2 separate regions of the Oryctolagus cuniculus genome follow, and region 1 is linked to region 2. A link is a contact called in public Hi-C data. All regions are on one chromosome and are shown on one strand. The core of a region is the stretch at or near the end of the contact, and the rest is flanking DNA. Distances in the headings are between cores, read along the strand shown.

The links. Hi-C and Micro-C count contacts between places; a contact is called where the count stands out from the background.
Region 1: a contact with region 2 is called in a Hi-C map of embryonic fibroblasts, with 2.8 times the contacts expected there. The contact joins two enhancer-like sites. A contact is called at or near these places in 3 of 6 Hi-C or Micro-C datasets (ear pinna, embryonic fibroblasts and an unstated tissue).

The regions. Positions count from the first base shown.
Region 1 is chr16:24,649,359-24,654,069 of mOryCun1.1, reverse strand. The region is part of intron 3 of BMPER (BMP binding endothelial regulator); the gene reads right to left. Among named protein-coding and RNA genes, the nearest start is that of BMPER, 200 kb to the right of the region's middle. Within about 2 kb of position 3,314, at least 1 of the 8 cell types and tissues checked has an H3K27ac peak or open chromatin away from gene starts, as enhancers often do.
Region 2 is chr16:24,489,754-24,494,104 of mOryCun1.1, reverse strand. All of the region lies in intron 1 of BMPER (BMP binding endothelial regulator), which reads right to left. Among named protein-coding and RNA genes, the nearest start is that of BMPER, 38 kb to the right of the region's middle. Within about 2 kb of position 1,929, at least 1 of the 8 cell types and tissues checked has an H3K27ac peak or open chromatin away from gene starts, as enhancers often do.

The DNA.
Region 1 (4,711 bases), core at 2,065-4,564, 160 kb before region 2:
CCTTGGCAAACCTCAATTACCTTCCCCTACACCACAGATAGCACCTGGCTCAGTAGGGACTGGTCAGAAATTGAGAGGTTCCAAAATTTAAGAATAATAAAAAGAGCTGGCATTGTGGTATAGTGGGTTAAGCTGCCACCTGCAATGCTAGCATCCCATATGGGTGCAGGCTTGATACCCGGCTGCTCTGTTTCTGATCCAGCTCTCGGCTAATGTGCCTGGGGAAAGTGGTAGAAGATGGCCTGTGTGCTTCAGCCCCTGAACCCGCATGGGAGACCTGGAAGAAACTCTTGGCTCCTGGATTCAGTCTGGCTCAGCTCTGGCTGTTGTGGCCATTTGGGGAGTGAGCCAGCAGATGGAAGTGCACTCTCTCTCTCCTCTCTCCAACTCTCCTTTCAAATAAATAAATAAATACATATTTTTTTAAAAATGATATGCAATTTTATTTGCCTAAAAGTAATTTTTTTGTTTGTTTAATAAAAACATTTGATTCTCCCACATAGCCAGATGTCTGGGGAGAGTTGTCCCAGGGTAGATAGCGTCAGTATTCATAGTCATCTAGAGTCTGGATCAGCAGCCATCATATTTTTTGTGCAGCTCAACAGCTTTTTAATAGCCACTCAACAGTCCCATGTGTCTTACTCCAGGACTGTGACTTCCTATTCCGTTTATACAGCGGTGTGTGTGCTGTCATTACTGTAAGATGACTGAAATCCTTTATGCATGGATAAAGTGAGTAAATACAAGGAAATCTGGAATGAAAGAATATAACCATTCAGTTGTCACTGCTCAGAGCAGCCTCCCTCAGCTTGAACAAGTCATCGGCTGCTGTTGTTCTGAAGAATTCCCTGGTTGGTGTTAACAAGAATGAAATCCAAGCAGTCCAGACTCAAGCTATCCCCACTCCACCCAGGTAAGGGCTGATAGCCAGGAGAGGAAGTAGGCAGAGATCAAGGTAATGGTTCTAGTGACTAAATCAGAAAAGGAACTGTAGGTAGCTTTGCTGGGGAGCCCCAGGGCTGGCACTGCAAGATAAACACTATAGACCGTCTGCAGATGGCTGAGCAACAGGACCCCACCCAGGGCAGCCTCTCTACCCAGTAGCCTCTCAGTCACTGCCACCATGGAGTTATCAGGAAATTTGTGATAATTCTTCTTATTGATCATCTCTATTGATTTAGTCTATGATGAAAAGATACTGCAGACACATTAAGTAGCTATTATAGGCAAATTGTCTCTTAATGAATTGCACCAAACAGACAGGATTTTACATTTAACCCTAACTGGGGCTTGGACTCCACAGGTACTGAATGGCCATCGGAGCCTGGATGCTCGTGTAAAAACCCAGCTGATTGGACATTTCACCATGGAGCTTTTCCCCTTTACTACTGAGGTGTGCCAAAGACCTGCCCAAATGTATGTGCTGAACCAGAATAGGTCCATAAATCTCATTAGGATAAGAGAAAAAAACATTGCCATAAAAACCACTCAACAACCAGTCCTGTGATTCCATTTCAAAAGCATGCAAATTGGCCATTTTTCCTAATTTTAAATACTTGCCAGTTAATCGTTATATTTTAAAATAATCCTTGTATTTCAAAAGGGAGGGGGGACATTCATTTTGGATTATCTCACATCTTAAAACCATATTGTTGTCTTTAAAAGGGGACAAGAGAGGCCGGCATTGTGGCACAGCTGATTAAGACACCCCCTGAGGTGCACCTGTTCCAGTTCCTGCAGGTCCACTTCTGATCCAGCTCCCTGATAATGGCCTGAGGAAAGCAGTGGGGTCCAGCGCTGTGGCTTAGCGGGTAAAGCCACCGCCTGTAGTGCCAGCATCCCATATGGGCGCCAGTTCAAGTTCCAGCTGTTCCATTTCCGATCCAGCTCTCTGCTATGATGACCCAAGTCCTTGGGCCCCTGCACCAGCATGGGAGACCTGGAGGAAGCTCCTGGTTCCTGGATTCAGATGGGCTTAGCTCTCACCGTTGCTGCCCATTGGGATGGAAGACACCTCTCTCTCTCTCTCTCTCTCTCTGCCTCTCCTCCTCTCTCTGTGTAACTCTTTCAAATAAATAAATAAATCTTAAAAAAAAAAAAAAAAAAGAAAAGCAGTGGAAGATGGTCCAGGTCCTTAGACCCCTGCCACCCATGTGTAAGACCTGTGTGAAGCTCCTGGCTCCTGGTTTCAGCTCGGCTCAGCCCTGGCCATTGCGTCCATTTAGGAAGTGGACTGGTAAAAAGAGAATTCTCTCTCTCTCTGTCTCTCACTCTCTCCCCTTGTCTCTGTAACTCTGCCTTTTAAACAAATAAGTAAATCTTTAAAAAATGAGGCTAGAAGAAAGCAGGACTTCTGTGCCTTGTTAAAGAACGTGTTTCTTCCCCCTTCATGTGGGATTCTGTTTTTGTTTTCTTAAAAACCAGGCCAAATTTGAGTGTGTGTGTGTGTGTGTGTGTCAGCATGTGTGCACATGTGTGCCTGAATTTTGGAAAAAACTGTATTCAGAAGAATGCCTGGAAGCTTAAATATAATATGCCAAGTTTTAGCCAGCAGCAACATTTTCCAGCTCTGTTATCACATCCCCCCAAGAGGGCTTGAGTTGGAAGTCACTTCATGGCAGTGCTAGCAGACTGTTAGAGTACTCTATTACCAGAAGCAAAGCTTTGGCTATTATAATTTTATAATAGAATGGGCAGAAATTGCAGGGTTTTTTTTAATGCTATCTCTGTTGGGAAAATGCTCATTTGCCAAACTCCTGAAAGTTGTAATTTCAACAGTTTGGCAGAAAAAAAAAAAAACTATGTTTTTGGAATGAATTATGACTACAGGCAATGAATACAGAGGCCAATGTCCCAATTGTACTTGAATTTTAGTTTCAAGGAGAGCAATCATTTAGGGCTGGTCACATGATAAAACTACATTTTCCTTGCACAATATACGGGAAACAGAGTAGCCCTTCCAGCTCACACTGGCCAATGCTCCAGAGTTCTTTTGGTACACATTCAAAGGAGGGTCTGTGTCCAAGTCTACAGAACCCAGGCTGCTGCTCAGATTACATATACTAAGCAGTGACCATAGGCTAGGTTCTGGGCTCGTAGCTTTGATCCTTCTGATTTCTGGATTCCCAAAAGAGGCTTTATCTTGAGTCTGTTCTGCCTCCTGGTTACTAGATGGCTGCTTGTGGGACTCAGAATCCATGCACTCCCTGATTCCCACCCAGCAGGAGAAACATGAAAAGAGAGGGGAAGAGGCATGGTAAGGACGCTGTCTCCCAACACAGAGAGCAAACCATTCCTCTTGGTGTGACTGGGTCAACACAATTGTGTGCCCTATAAAAAACAACTGCAGATGCCGGGGAAGGACCCTGGACTGCTTGACTCCTGAGGAGCTGGAGACAATGTAGACACCTAGATCAAACTGGGGTTCTATTTAGAGGTAAAGAAGTGGACAGGAGGTGGACAAAGGTGTCTGCCACATAGTCTGTTTTTAAGATTTATTTAATCACTCATTTGAAAGGGAGAGAGAGAGAGAGAGAGAGAACATGTACTTCTGTCTGCCGGTTCACTCCCCAAATGGCCACAACAGCCAATCCCTGAAGCCAGGAGCCAGGAATTCCATCCAGGTCTCCCACATGGGTGACAGGGGCTCAAGTACTTGGGCTACCTTCTGCCAGGTGCATTGTGAGGAAGCCAGCTTGAAAGCAGGTTGTTGGGACTCAAACTGGCAGTGCGATGTGGGATGCTGGCGTCACAGACAGTGGCTAAACTGGTTATACCACAATGCTGGACCTTGCTACCCAGTCTAAATTAGTGCTTATATTCCTACATAGCACGTATGACTTGGGTTAATAAAAGAATTGGGACTTACAAGTAGTAACAGGAGTGGCCAAGTTTGTGCAGGTGGAATATAGTGAAGTCTGATTGTCCATGACATTAACCTCATCACTTCACTGCCTCCTTTTGGTAGGAATGTTATGGAGCTGTGATTCCAATATTTTCCTTCATATCATCTATGCCACAAAAAATGTCATTTTTTCCATTAGTAATATCGATAGTGAAGAACTGCAGACCAATGGGATGTAAGCAATGAACTCAGTTGTCTAATACTGCCTTTCCTCATTTTTTGCTACAGCTCAAAACATAATGCTTATCCCCTAACAATTATGACTACAGGCAACAAATAATAATAAGGAATGTCAGGGCTGGCATTCTAGTATAGTGGGTAAAGCCACTGCCTGAAATTCTGGCATCCAATATGGGTGCTGGTTCAAGTCTCAGCTGTTCTAGTTCCTATACAGCTCCCTGCTAATGTGCCTGGGAAAGTGCTGGAAAATGCCCCAAGTACTTGGACACCTGCAACAACATGGGAGTCCTGGAAGAAGCTCCTGGCTCCTAGCTTTGGATTGGCCCAAGTTGCAGCCACTTGGGGAGTGAACCAGCAGATGGAAGACCCCTCTCTATGTTTCCCTCTCTCTGTCTGTAACTCTACCTCTCAAACAAATAAATAAATCTTTTTTAAAAAAAGAAAAAAAAAAAACAGAATTTAGGGGAAAACAAGGTAACAGCTTAATATGGTTTAGTTTGAATAATTTTGGGAGACTTTTTTTATATTTATATTTCATTTTATTTAATGAACATAAATTTCCAAAGTACAGCTTATGGATTACAATAGCTTCCCCCCCATAACTTCCCTCCCACCCACAACACTCCC
Region 2 (4,351 bases), core at 680-3,179:
CAGGATGGAGGCCTGGGATGCTGACTTTCTGATGGATTTTGATTCTCTCTTTGTTTGCTGACCTATTTCTCTTTTTAAGACATGAGAAACTAGAGTGCATCTGATCCTGAGAGGGATGCCATAGAGGGGAGAAGCTAAGGTGAGGGAGAAGAGGGCCTGTCAACCTCAAAGAGGCCTCTGAGAAGGCAACAGAGGTGGATGTGGGCATGTTTTCTCCAGGGTTGTTGGCAGCAGGAAGGGGAGGATGGGTGTGCATGCAGGTATGGCAATGGGCTCAGTAGGAGACTCCAGCTGGTAGCTCCTCCGTGAGGCTGAAAGTCAGGCAGGATGACTGTGGAGCCAAGTTTTGAAAAGAATACAATAATCTCCCCCTTACTTATGATCTTGCTTTTCTAACAGTTTCAACTACTCGTGATCAATTGTGGTCTGAAAATATTAAATATTAAATGGAAAATTCAGAAATAAACCATTCATAGGTTTGAAATGGAATGCTTTTCTGATAAGGCTATGAAATTTCATGCCATCCCACTCTCCTTTCTAGGACACAAATCACTCCTTTGTCCAGTGTATCCATGCTGTACATGGCTCGTGCCCATCTCAATCAACAAATCAATTGTTATGGTATTGTAATGCTTCCAATATAGGGTTTGGACTAGTTGAGGTTTCAGACCCCCCCACTGGGGGTCTTGTAATCTATTCACCATTGTTTTATACAGAAGGAATGGAGTAAGCATTGTGGAGAAGGCAGAGTAAGTGCTCCAGAAAAATGAAGTAGGCTTGCTGCCACCCCATAAGGATCCCTGTTAGCATTGCTGTTCTAGAATTTATGACATTAGGAAGTTAAGCAGTTGTGCAAATTAGATGCAGAAGGGGCACACTGGGTTAATCCAAGGTTCAAATTGTGTTAATTCCATTTTATAAAGACAGGAATGAATATGAACATGTTGTACATGTAATAGATGCATTTTATGAAATGTGTACTGAACAATAAGGAAATAAAGACAGGAGACAGGAGGCAGGTGTCATGAGTAATGAGAAAGTATGTGTATGGGGGCGAGTCAGCATTCTTAATGGATTCTAAGAGTATTACAGTATGTGTCTGTAGGAGGTTGGGAAATGTTAAATAAATTACTGGAAAGGGCAAGAGCCAAGCTGGAGGGTGGGATGTTGTCTTCTATTGAGAAGTTCCAGGAGATGACAAGGACCCAGATGTGACTGACCCTGGGCATGGGCGCTGAGTTGGATGGAGGAGAAACAGACAGCAACTCAAGTCAAGGGACTAAGAGAACAATGAATGGGTTAGTCTCGACAGCCATTCCTGTGAAGCTATCACAGTAACCTAAGTGGAAATTCTACCACAAACTACTACAGAGGTGTTGGTAGTGGATTAGAATGTGAGACGTCCGAGATCGCATAACATAGAGAACCTGCCCTCTGCTCTCTGTGAGCTGTGATTTGAAAAGAGAACCTGAATCAACTCTCCCTTTTAAAGAAGAAAGTTTTATTTCTCAGTGTAGAAAATTTCGAAAACAAAGGAGAGGAAAAAGAAACAGAGAAAAATGGAAAACTCCATAGTCTATACTCAAAACATCACCTCAGAAGAAATTTAGTGTATATAATTCCAGCATGTATATGTACACCTGTGCACATTTTAAGAAAATCAAGCCATCCTGTATATACTGTCTGGAAACATGCTTGTCTCATCCAACTAATTCCAAATGTACTTGTGGGTCAGTAAAAATCACCCACCATGCCTTTTTAGTTTTTTTCAATATGATTGTTGGTGCCTACCCTCTTTTAGGGGAAGTACAATTTGTAAAATCCCCTATTTTCTCATTTCTAGATACCAGAAACAACACAGTGAGGAACGTCTGTAACTACATGCTGGACACACCCATGATTATTTCCTTCACAGCATTTCCTAGAGAGAGACTTCCTCATGGCTATACGTGTCTGGATGTGTTCTTATCCTGCCAACCTGCCATGCAAGAAGGTTGTATCAATTTAGTAACATGAGACCTGCGGGTTTCTACACACCCTCACAGGTAAGAGGCGTCATTATTCTCCTGATTCCTCTTTGTAATGGTTGCCAATCTGATAGCTGGGAAGTGGCTCTGCATTTGCATTTGCACTTTGTGCTAGTCCGTGACGGTAACATCTTCTTGTACAGATGCAATCATGGCACCATCTTTTCTTCAAACAGCTTGCCAACTTGAACTTTGGAGTTTGATCCAACATTCACTGAAGGACCTTCTAAAGAGTCCCACAAAATGTGTTAGTTGCAAGATTTAGGGAGTTGTTTGTTTCAGTAGTTATCTTATGCTAATTAATGTATTCATTTTTTTCTGTTTTTAAAGAAGAAAATATAAGCCCCTCTAATCTTTTTACTAATCACCAGGGAAATACAGATGTGTGGAGATTTTTAGAATTATCAAATTCTTGAACAATGTTTCCCAAAGGAAAGTTTGTGGAACACTAGTTCCCCCAGAAAGTACATAGAAAAATGTAGAAAAGGAGGTTCTATGTCTTAGTAACACTAAGGAGTACAGAATTCAAGGAAATGACCTCCTTGCTGCAGGACTTCTCAGGATCTTTAACATACAGTTTATACTCTCCTTTTCCACAAGGGGGCACCATTGAGCAGATGTGTCTCCACCCACAAGAATGAAGAAGGAAATCAGCAGGGAACAAGAACCAGCTGCTCACAGGGAGGAGCTCTGTACCTCTGAGATCCTACTGCACTGAGACCCTGCCCTGGTCTACAGTGATTCTGCCTACAGCAGATCTGCTAATGACTCCTCTCGCCTCCCAGGAGAGGACCCACTCTAGGGTTTACTGTTCCATCATCTGCACCATCAAATCCACTGAGGTATTAGCAGTGCCACCTCACCCAGGTAGAGCAAGGCCCCTCTCACTTCTGAGCTCCTGATAAGAGCAACCATCATGGCCTCTTTCCCAAAAAAGGCAACAGAGCAGAGTCCATGATTATACTACTGATAGGGTGCAGCTGAGTAGCTGATCCGGGACAGCTATCGAGAAGGATGGCGAAAGTCATGCTGGGTAGGGCACGAAATGAAAGACTGAGGAAGGACAACGAAGGCCACAAGAATATGAAGGAAACCAAACCAGCAAGGCAAGCATTTGGAGAATGTGCTTAGTGGCAGTCCCGAGGTGCACAGGACACCTTGTCCAACTTTCAGACGAGCACGTTCGCAGCCAACTCTCTTCAAGCCTCCTGGCACAGAGTTCATATTTGCATGGATTTCTGAAGGGACGTTTGTCTGAGTTTGCTCTGAATCACATTCAGCCGACCATTCTGATGCCACAGCTGTCAAGGCTCAAGTCCAACTCTAAGCTACATCACCTGTTCCTGTCTAAAACCTGAGATTCCATGCAGAGCACAGAGCTGTAACACATAAGGTTGCCTGCAAGACACTTTTCAGATGCATTCTATGGTTCTAACTTCCTTTGAGAGATGATTTCTGGAACCAGTACTTGGAGAGTTCTTTGTCCGTTCCAAACAAAAAGAGACAACATGAATCCAAGAAAGAAAGCAGAATGAAGCCTAGCGTTGGCGGTGCTCAACAACGACTCACACCCTTGACACATGAATGCAGTGGAAATTTTGGCTGGCATTAGAGAAATCATCTAGTACCTATGGCCCTGGACTGCTTCTTGAGTACTTGACCATTGACTTTCTAGGTATATCTCAGAAAACTAAATGTCCAGGATGAAAATGTATCCCTGGTCTGTCTTTACTTCTCAGAGTCAAACACAGCATTGCTCTGGTCATGAGACCAGCCTCTGCCAAGGGTAACCAGAGCCTAGAAAGGCTGCTGGGCTCCACAGAGAGATGAAAGAGCTCTGTTTCCTTTAATTGTGTTTCCCACTGCACTAGACATACCAGAGTCCTTACATACCCATCAAATAGCTGACCCTCAGATGAAATGCCTCAAATAACGCATTTGTGACCTCACACACTAACCAAGCTCATCTCTTTTGATGAGCTTTGGTGTCCTTCTTACAACTATGAATTGCTCACCAGCATTGTGATCTCCAGGTGCTTGTCAGAAATGCAGTTTCCAGTCCCATAATTAGAAATAGAGATACAGGAATCTGCATTCTGAAATCTTTACCTAAGCTTCCTGTGAATTCTGAAAACATACCCTACTTGTTGTAGTACTTGGTCGAAGGAATATGCAACAAGGGTCTAAACATTTTATGTTCTTTTGCTTTTTTTCAATTTGCAAAATTTTAAACACATTCAAACAGCAACAGAATCATCTACCAAACTGCAGGTATTCATTAGCTAGGGATAAGGATGTTTCATTTAGCATCCTGCCCTTTTGCT